2 separate regions of the Mus musculus genome follow, and region 2 is linked to region 1. A link is a contact called in public Hi-C data. All regions are on one chromosome and are shown on one strand. Each heading gives the region's core, a stretch centred on a gene start, on an enhancer-like site or on the middle of the called end of the contact. The rest is flanking DNA. Distances are from core to core; before and after follow the strand shown. Region 1 overlaps Smyd3 (SET and MYND domain containing 3). Region 2 overlaps Kif28 (kinesin family member 28).

What was found. A called contact is a pair of places that touch in the nucleus more often than the background predicts.
Region 2: a contact with region 1 is called in a Hi-C map of the G1E-ER4 cell line, with 4 times the contacts expected there. The contact joins two enhancer-like sites. A contact is called at or near these places in 6 of 484 Hi-C or Micro-C datasets (the BV-2 cell line, the G1E-ER4 cell line, centroblasts and 3 more) and 1 of 9 other capture datasets (adipose tissue).

What each region holds. Positions count from the first base shown.
Region 1 is chr1:179,490,267-179,495,475 of GRCm38.p6, reverse strand. All of the region lies in intron 1 of Smyd3 (SET and MYND domain containing 3), which reads left to right. Among named protein-coding and RNA genes, the nearest start is that of Smyd3, 25 kb to the left of the region's middle. Within about 2 kb of position 2,810, at least 21 of the 459 cell types and tissues checked have an H3K27ac peak or open chromatin away from gene starts, as enhancers often do. A contact at or near this core is called in the G1E-ER4 cell line, where this site is marked.
Region 2 is chr1:179,713,962-179,719,170 of GRCm38.p6, reverse strand. It overlaps Kif28 (kinesin family member 28), which reads left to right. Exons shown (of 23, transcript NM_001370897.1): 8 at 2,392-2,459; 9 at 5,192-5,209. Among named protein-coding and RNA genes, the nearest start is that of Kif28, 29 kb to the left of the region's middle. Within about 2 kb of position 3,205, at least 11 of the 459 cell types and tissues checked have an H3K27ac peak or open chromatin away from gene starts, as enhancers often do. A contact at or near this core is called in the G1E-ER4 cell line, where this site is marked.

The DNA of each region.
Region 1 (5,209 bases), core at 1,561-4,060:
AGCCCTGGCTGGCCTGGAATGCTCTCTGTAGACCAGCCTGGTCTTGATCTCACATGGTCCACCCATGTTCCACAGTGACTGACTCTACATTTTTACAAAATTAATTTTAAAAAGTTACATTTACTAATTTAATGCATTCATGCAGGCATGTATTCATGACACCACATGCATTTATTTAAAGGTCAGAGGACAACTTGTGGGAGTCATTTCTCTCTGAGGTGGGTCCCAGGGATTAAACTTAGGTCGTTAAATTTAGTGGCAAGCACCTTTATCCACTGAGGCATCTTACTGGCTCTTGTACTATCCATTCTTGAGGGCTGGTTCACAAAGTCCTGTGTGTTGAGGGGCAGTACAATTCGTTTCTGCTTAAGGCTTTGGTTATGCCATCTACTGTATGAGCGTGGTAAGTTAGGAGTGAGCCCCTTTTCTCTCAGTAAAATGGGTCGACAGTAATGAAAACAGTTACGTTACAGAATAATGTCCAGCCCTGAGCACAAAGCCTGAGATAGCGTATGTATTGGTAAGTTCATTCGTCTCTTTCCTCTCCTTCCCCCCTCCCATCTTCCTTCTCTCTGTCCATCCACCTGTCTGCTCATCCATCTGTCTTCAAGGTTGAAAGACCTTTACACAGGAGTCACCTAAGACCACCAGCAAACACGCATAGTGACAATCACAGCAGGGGTAAGGTGCATGGAATACTGCTGTGTGTCTGGCTTGCTGTGTGTCTGACTTGCTGTGTGTCTGATATGGTGCCACTGGCTTTTTGTGTGTGTGACCTCATTTAATCATCTAGAGTTTTCTGAAAATTTTTTTTGGTATAAGTCAAATTTTAATCGATTAGGAAACTGAAGACTGGAGGGGTTTTGTTTTGTTTTGTTTTGTTTTGTTTTTTCGAGACAGGGTTTCTCTATAGCCCTGGCTGTCCTGGAACTCACTCTGTAGACCAGGCTGGCCTCGAACTCAGAAATCCACCTGCCTCTGCCTCCCGAGTGCTGGGATTAAAGGCATGCGCCACCACGCCCGGCTTGACTGGAGGGGTTTTAATTTGCCTAAATTAAATAGCAAATTGTACCTGATTTCAGCCCCTGCTATCTTTCTGTTTTCTGTGGAAATGTCTCATATGTGAATAGTAATTCTGTTATTTGGTGACAGTACAACATTGCTATTAAAACTAACTGTTCCAGGAATTGCAAAAAATGTACAGACAAGATTTCACTTATAAATCCCTCCCAGGTGAGGTGTGGCTACTCATATTCAGGTTGAAATTATGTTTTCTCCAACACACTTCTTCTGACTGACATCTTTTAAAAGTATGAATAAATAATGATGCATTTAAAAAATGTGCATCGCTGTCTGAAACTAGGAAAATTACTTGGGTTGCGAAAGGAGCAGGTCCCAAGCAAAAGAGAAAAAAGAGAAAGATACCAATTACCATGTTTACCATGCCTTGTTATGTCAGCTGAGTTTTTTTCCTGTGCTGTGTCATCTTAATTGCACCGTGGTCTATAAGAAAGCTTTGAGAGACACATTGTATCAGAGAATATAATTATGTAATCATGCATATCCCCGCCCTCTTAAAAAGACCTTCAGCTTTTAGAGGGGCAGGGGAGCTTGTGTTTGTGCATGGGCATTCTTGTGGGTACATGTGCATGAGTGTGTATGTGTGCATGAGTGCATGTGTGTATTTGTGGGTGTGTTTGGCATGACTTGTGTGTTTGTGTATATGTCTGTTCTTTTTACGTGGATGCTGGGACTCTAAGCCCAGGGCTACAATTGTGTCCAACAAGTTCCTTACTCACAAACACATCTCCTAGACCCCTTAGCGGTCTTTTCACTGCCCCCTCATTTCATCTCTTTCTTTCTTAGTCAGACAAGATCTCATATAGGTCAGGCTGGCCTCCACTTGGCTGCATAGCCGAGGCTTGCCTTAAGCTCCTGATCCTTTTGGCTCTACCTTGTGAGAGCTGGGATTACAGGCAAGAGCCACTACACCTGGCTTCTCTGCCATTTCAGTGTGACTCATTATGTAACGATCTTTAATGCTTTGCTTGAATTAATGTGAATGTTTCATGAGCAAACTAGATTCTAAGCGATTGCCAACAGTTCACGGAATTAGTAGAGATGTACATGTCATCAGAGGGAAAGCCTCCTTTGATCACATTAACCTTGCTAACTTAAAGAAAACAGATTCATCTGGGTCCAATCGAAAATTAGTTTTGTTTTTGTGAAGAGTAAAATCTTTGAAAATCTGTGGGACTTCAGGGTACAGGCAGTCACAGGGTAAGTTAGAAGAAAGCCAAAATGTGGGTTATCTGCTTGTGGTTAGAAACTCGGGGCCCCTCAGTGGTTCCTCGGTCCATCTGATTCTGTGGTTCGATGCTTTCTCCTCTGTCCCTGACTGGTGAGTTCTAAGATCTTATTTCATATCTATCTGCTCTACTGAGAGTATGTGGCTTTCATTTCTTGGGACTCATTCTTGTTTTCCCCTGTAGCGTCAAGTTATTATGTTCACAAAGCCCTGGAACAGCTTGGTTTCATTTGTGGTGTGTGTGCTGTGTGTGTGTGTGCTGTGTGTGTGCATGCTGTGTGTGTGTGTGCTGTGTGTGTGTGCGAGCTGTGTGTGTGTGCACTGTGTGTATGTGCTCTGTGTGTGTGTGTATAGGCCAGAGGTTAACTTCAGCTGTTACCTACCTACCTACCTGCCAGTTTTTGAGAAAGAGTCTCATGTAGCCCAGGCTGGCCTAGAACTGACTGTGTGGAGAAGGCTAGTCTTGAACTCCTGATCCTCCTGGCTCAGCCTCCCAGGTAGTGAGTGCTGTGACTGGAACCCCAGAGCTGGTGTTGTCTGTCGCCACTGTCATCAATGGGCAGAGCGAGGAGTTGAGTAAACTGTACTTGATTCAGGGAGCTGGCACTGGAGAAGCTACCTTACCTGTGCTCTGCAGCCAGCTGGCCAGAGGCAGTCTGCCACTGGTCACTCTAGAGCTCCACTCGTGTAAACGGCTAGGTGGTCAGTCAGCCATGGTCTGAGGCTTGTAATATCTGCATCTCTTGTCTTCAGCCCTTCATCATCTGACTGGGATAGGCACTGCCTAGATTCATCTGACTGGGATAGGCACTGCCTGGATTGCCAGCGGAGTCAGCGTCTGCTGGTGTCAAACTCTATGCATCTCGGGGCATCTGGGTGGGGTGCATTAACTCAGAACAAACAGACCTCATTAATAGTGAGTACGTGCTCTGGCATTAATAGCATATACATGCAGGCTGCTCTTTACAGCTGAACAGGAAAATAGACTTATATAAGATAAAATACTTTTTTTTTTTTGGAGTTTCTCTGTGTAGCCCTTGGCTACCCTGGAACTCATTTTGTAGACCAGGCTGGCCTCGAACTCAGAGATCCGCCTGCTTTTGTCTCATTAAAGGCATGTACCACCACACCAGGCTCGAGAAAGGCCCATGTGTCCTTCCCTTTCGCTGTCACTGGGATTATGGGTATGTGTCTTGGTGCTAAGCTACAGCAGTTCCGTGGTACCAGAAAATGTCTGCTCAGTGCTTAAATGTCTCTTAAATATGACACATTATTATTTTTTGTTTGTTTCTTCACATCTGGTGGGCCCAATTAAGGGGTGATATGCTTATAGTTGGTTAATTTATTAAAGGCTTTTTTTGTTAAGGTGAAATTTATATACAGAATTAGCCACGAGGAAGTGATCAATCTAGTGTACGCACAGTGGAGTGTGGCTACCACTGCTTGGCGTTGTGTTTCTACTCTGTGGATTCCCTCTGTCTTCTGTTACTGACAACATCTCCCTTTTCATCCTTGGCTTTCCCCAGATTGGTATGTCTCAGATTGCATTTCCACACCATCATTTCCTATGTCCCTTTCTCCTTTTGAATCACTGGGGAGGTCTAGGCACCGTCAGTTTGGAGCTCAGTCTTATATGGAGACATGTCCTTGGATGGTGTGTGTCATGTTAGGGAGTATATAATGCATCCTTGTGTTTTAAGGACACTCTGGGGGGCCATTGGATAGTCCTCTGTGACTATTCCAGAGAGAGCTTTGTCTGCTGTCTTCGTTATAGTACAGACACGTGGTTGTCTTGGTTACCCAGCTGGGAAATCATCATTTTGGGAAGATCGAACCACTGTCTTGCACTCCTGATCACACATAAACCCTGCCTAGCCACTGCTACCTGGGGGAGCTTTAGGACTGTGCCCTGGGAGTCCTCTGCCCACGGGTCCTTACCATCTTTCCCTCAAGCCTCCCCACTTGCCTGTCAGCCTGACCTCTCAGATCTACCTCTCAGACTTAAGGGAATCATCACCCTTCTTTCCACCCTCACATCCTACTCCTCATCACAGGAGTTGTTACCATGGTAACTGCAAATAACTGCCTACTCTTGATCTATATCCTCCATTTTCTTAGGTCGCCTCCATATTAACTTACTGCTCTTTAATTTTTTTTTTTTTTTGGTACTGAAATAGCGTAAAGTTTCGCTGTTTTACTCATTTTAAGTGTGCAGCTCAGCAACATTAATCGCATCCAGTGTTCTGTCTTCCTCTGCATTCTGGTTTCAAACCTTTCATTGCCTTGAACAGAAGATTTTTTTTTCTTTTTTACTAAATTTTTAAATTTGTTTTGTATTTGTTTGTTTGTTTGGTTTTTGGTTTTTCGAGACAGGGGTTTCTCTGTGTAGCCCTGGCTGTCCTGGAACTCACTCTGTAGACCAGGCTGGCCTCGAACTCAGAGATCCACCTGCCTCTGCCTCCCAAGTGTTGGGATTAAAGGCGTGCACCAGCACTGCCCGGCTTTTTAATTTGTTTTTTATTGGGAATTCATGCACTATATTCTGACCTATAACTGATAGACAACAACTCCTACTCCTTCACCCCAGCTCCTGATAGTGTCTACTCTGCTTTTTGTGTCTATGAATTTGGCTTTCTCCGCTGTTTTATGCACGTGGAACTGCATGTTTGTTCTGTGGCTTTTATGCATTCCAATGTGTGGCTTTTGTGACTGTTATTGTCATGAACGGTTACATATAAGCTTTGTTGTGGACATCCTTTGATTTTTTTTTCCTGGGTGTTTGTCTAGGACTGGAACGTTGGGATCATATAGACATCCAGACATCCCAAAGTGGCTTTGCCAGTTCACGTTTGCTTTTGTGTGTCTTTTGGTTGTAGCTACCCTGCTGTGTGTGATAACAGC
Region 2 (5,209 bases), core at 1,956-4,455, 220 kb before region 1:
CACATAGTCCCCAGGCTTCTGCTTGAATGAATTAGCAAACTCATTAAGCTCCTTAGAAGTGTAGCGAATTTCCTCATGGACTACACTTTCTGCCTCCCCTCTAGGGGCCTGCTTTGCCTTGATTCTGGTTATAGGTCTAGAAGAAACTATTGGTGGGCCTTGAGAAACATCAGTATTGTCTTGTCTGGCATTTTCTTCAGCTGAAGTCATTGCTGGTTTATCAGACTCTAGTGGATTAATTTCCTCATGGGAGGAAGGCATTATTTCAAGGGGTGGGGCTAAGGGTACTACTTCCTCTGGTGGGGCAAACCCTTGAGAATCTGAAGATTCAAAATTCTCAGCTTCAACAGGGTCTTCCCACACATCCTCATCCCAAGTTATAGGATCCCATTCTTTGCCAATTAATGTCCTTACTTTAACTGCTAACAGCCTCTGAGGCTGAGACTTGAATTTTTGCTGTAATTTAGCCAACCTTATAATAAGGGCTTCCGTTTGATTTTCTGCAACTTGAGCTCGGTGGCTGCTGGAGAGAAGATTCTCCTCAAGGACATAGTTAGCAACTTTTAGATTGTTTACTTGAGTCTGGAGTCATTCAATTTTATCATACAACTCCTTCTTTTCCTTCATCATTTGTTCCCTGAGATGCTAAGAGCAACCACCCAGCAAAATCATTTTCTGGTTTTTTTCCCCCATCTTGTAGAACGTTTTGTATACAGAATCACCTAATTCATCAAGATAATCAAGGGCATTAGCTTCTTTAAGCTTGAAATATAGTTTCAACCACAGATCTTGAATATTCTCTGAGCTCCCAAGAGGGAGAGACTCTGGAGAGGTTTCAGTAGTTGAAGGTGCTGGTGAATTATCAAACCAACTCCAGATTTTTAAAAGACTCATTCTTATACTTCTGCTCCTCTAGAACCACCTCACTCCTGGTACCAACTTCTGTATTAGAGTTCTCTAGAACCACAGAACTTATGGATAGTCTCTATATAGTAAGGGAATTTGTTGATGACTTGCAGTCTGTAGTCCAACTCCCCAACAATGGTCAGCAGCAGCTGTGAATGGAAGTCCAAGAATCTAGCAGTTGTTTAGTTCCACAAGGCAAACAGGAGAAGAGAGAGGGTATATCTTCCTTTTTCTAATGTCCTTATGTAGGTCTCTAGCAGAAGGTGTGGCCCAGATTAAAGGTGTGTGTTACCATGCCTTTAAACTCAGATGACCTTAAATTTAGAGATCTCCCTGTCTTAATCTTTTAGAATTCATAGCCACCATGCCTCAAGATCTCCATGTGAAGATCCAGGTCAGAAACTTGTTATCTCCCAGCCTCCAGATTAGGGACACTGGTGAGCTTTCCAATTCTGGATTGTGGTTCATTCTGAAAGAACCTAGTGGGGAAACCCCCACTCATTTTCCGTTTGGCGCGCACCCAAGAATCACGAACAGACAACCATCTTGATGTAAAAGCATGAGGTAGATTAATGACGGAGCTCCGGGCCGACCCGTATCTCCCGCAGGAGACAGAGGTGTCGACCACATGGTGGAGCCATAATGGCGGAGCTCCGGTTCGAAAAGTATCTCACACAGGAGACAGTGGTTTCGACCCCGAGGCTTGGAAGCTAGGGACTTTTATAGAAAAGGGGTGGGGCTGGGGGAGGAATTTGCGTGGTTTCACATGATTGGTCCATTTAAACATCAACAGACTGTCAGAAGGGCGGGAGATAGGGAGGTACCAGGCCAGTCAGGACAGGTATCGATGGGCCTGCCCGGGCATGTCCCGGCCTGTTCTGCTATTTTTTCAGCCCCAGGTTTTAAAGCTCACAAACAACTCTTTGGGCTACTTGACATACATTACATGAATCACAAGTCTCAAGTTTTATTTTCTTTTAATTCCAGATATAGTCAAGTTGACAACCAGGAATAGCCACTACAATTACATAAAATGTTTTGTGAATATTAGTTTCTTTTTTTTTTATCAGCACGTGTGTTCATGAGGTGTCTGTGTATGCATAGGTGGGAATGTCCATGTGTGTCTGTGTGTGCATGTGTGTGTGTGTGTTTGTGTGTGTGTGTATAAAGGACAGACAACCTCAGGAGGGTCATCCTCAGGAATGTCATCTACTTCCTTTGAGACTGGGCTTCTTGTTGGCCTGGAGCTCACCAATTAGACCACTGGCCAGTAAGCTCCATGGGTCCTCCTGCCTCTGCTTCACAAGTGTGCTCCAGTACATGTGGCATATTTATATGGGTTCTGGTATCAAACTCAGTACCTCATGCTTGCAAAGCAAGTACCCTACTGTCCGTGTCATTCTCCCAGCCCCAATGTTAGCTATTGTAATAGCATCGATGGTAATAAACTCCTGATGACCTAAGTCTGCTCCGGGGCCTTTCCAGATTGCAGCCCTAAGTCCAGCTGACATCTGTTATGAGGAAACCTTGTCGACACTGAGATATGCTGAGAGGTGGGTAGCTTGTGGGGGGTACCTAGTCATCATGTTCTGTGTCCTGAGTCACAACCCTGTTCAGCTCTACTTGATGGCTTGGTGTTTGGGCTGGGGGTCCAGTGGGGAGGACCAAGTGGCCCGGGAGAGGGGAGGAGGGGCTGGAGGGTGGGCTTGACAGTAAGGACGCAGGGATAAACACGGCAGTTGTTCTTGCTGTTCTCACAGGGATAATCACAAATTACATCATGGACCTTAAAGGTGGTAGTGTGTGGCCTTTAATCCCAGCATCTGGGAGTCTGAAGCAGGTGAATCTCAGTGAGTTAGAGCTCCAGCCAGCTAGGCAACAAAACCCTACAGTGCAGTTGTGCTTCTCCTAAGGGACCTTCAGACACTTCTCAGCCAGGGTCCCTTCCCAGCCTTCGTGGCTCAGAGGCAGTACCTTTTCACACCGCATTTTCTCCCAGTATCTGTAATGCAAGCTCAGATCTGTAGGTGGAACTCAGGCTTTAGGAACATTCTAGATGTTCTTCTCCCACCTGTTGCTGCAATTTTTGTTGTGTGTGTGTGTTTTTTTAAACATTTATTTACTTATTATATGTAAGTACACTGTAGCTGTCTTCAGACACCCCAGAAGAGGGCATCAGATCTCATTACAGATGGTTGTGAGCCATCCATCGTGTAGTTGCTGGGTGCTCTTAACTGCTGAGTCATCTCTCCAGCCCTCTTTGCTGTGTTTTATCAAAGGTGGCATAAGGTTGTGGGAGGGAGCAGCTCAGTGGCCCCAGGCCACCGAGGCGTTCCCCTGAGGGGACATGCCTAGTACATGCGACAGGCCTGGTACAAAAGGAAGTTTATTGGGGGAAGAGATGGGGACCTGGGAAAGGGGTAGAGACAGAGAAAGGAGGGGGACAGAAAAGGATGGGAAGAGAGAGGAGAGAAGAGAAGAATAGGAGACGGACAGAGAGATGGAGGGAGAAAGATGGAGAGATGTGGAGGGAGAGAAGGGTGAGGGGAGGAGGGAGGAGAGGGGCAGGGAGAAAGCTGGAGTAGCTAAGTAGTTCTTATGCGGGGGTGGGGGGGTTGAGGGGGCTGGGGGGGTTGGCTTGTGAAGGAAAATAAAATATTGTAACTTGTGAGTTTAAGAGCCCATGGCCCCAGCCTGGGACTAAGAACAAAGCAGAACAGCCCCCAGGCATGCCAGAGCCGGGCTGTTGATTAAGGCATTCCTAAGAACATCTTGACTGTAGGCTGTTGATTAAGGCATTCCTAAGAACATCTTGACTGTAGGCTGTTGATTAAGGCATTCCTAAGAACATCTTGACTGTAAAGATAAAAAGGTATGCAAGGACCAGCAGGGCTATATTATCTAAGTCAACACCATCTGGCCAGAATCTCCCCTCTGTCTATTGCCCCTTGACGCCGGGTAAAGTCATACATCAACTGGTTGCTATGTGAACAAAGATAAGCCCCCAGCCCACAGGAACAAAGTCCTGATGCCCTGTGTTCTTTCTGTTAATGTTTGAATAAGCCAATAGTGTGTCGCTATGCTGAATTCCACACCCCTGAGCCCATTACCCCATAAAAGCCCCTGGCTTTCGAGCCTCGTGGCCGACATCCGTTATCTCCTATGTGGGATGCATGTTGGTCCGGAGCTCCGTAATTAAACGTCCTCATGTAATTACATCAAGATGTCTGTTCGTGATTCTTGGGTGCATGCCGAGAATCGGGTGGGGGGTTCCCCACTAGGTTCTTTCACTTGCACCTGGCATGTGGCTGGCTAGGCAAGCTGTCCCTGGGTAACTGTTGGGCTAGTAGATTTCTGGGAGGGGTTGTGCACAGAGGGGCTCTGGGTTCTATCCACTCTGTCCTGGACTTTGGGCTTGGTGCAAGCCTCATTAGAATCTGTTTAAAATTTCTTTTTTCTTTTTTTTTTTTAAGATTTATTTATTACTATATGTAAATACACTGTAGCTGTCTTCAGGCACACCAGAAGAGGGAGTCAGATCTTGTTACGGATGGTTGTGAGCCCCCATGTGGTTGCTGGGATTTGAACTCTGGACCTTCGGAAGAGCAGTTGGGTGCTCTTACTCACTGAGCCATCTCACCAGCCCCTGTTTAAAATTTCTTTTGTGAAATAAAATGGCAAAGGCTTGAGACAGCTGTGGCGGTGAAGTCCTGTGGTAAAGCAGGTCTAATCCCCAACATCAAGATAAAAATAGCATAAGATACTCAGTTAAATTCAAATTTTAGATGGAGAGTAAGTCAGGTATGCCTGAGTTTCTGTGGTGACATGGGAGGTGGGGGCAGGAACAGAAACCCTGTGAGTTGACCGCAGCCTGTGGCACATAGTGGGGCAGTTTGCCTATGGCTCCCTGGGTTCTAATTGTTGATGAAGCACATTCTTGGATTAGCCAAGAGTGTTCAGGACCCAGGATGTTCAGGGGCCCAGCACAGGGACTGGGCTGAGCTTAGTGAATTTGTGTGAAGCATGTAGGTTACTGAGATCAGCTTTGGTCTTCATGCTTGCAGATATGTCTAGCCTGTGACCCACAGGCCCACAATGTAAATATGGCCCAAGAAATTTGTAGATGACAATGTAGTGTCACAATGTCAAAAGGCTAGGCACACCAGGTAGCGAGAGCTGACATGGTTTCACCCGGGATCTCAGCTTGCCTGCTGTTACCCCAGGGCTGGTGCTAAAGCTCTGACTGCAAAAGGGCCTGAGAGTGTGTCTGCCATTGCAAATGCAGGGCTAAGAAGGTTCGCAA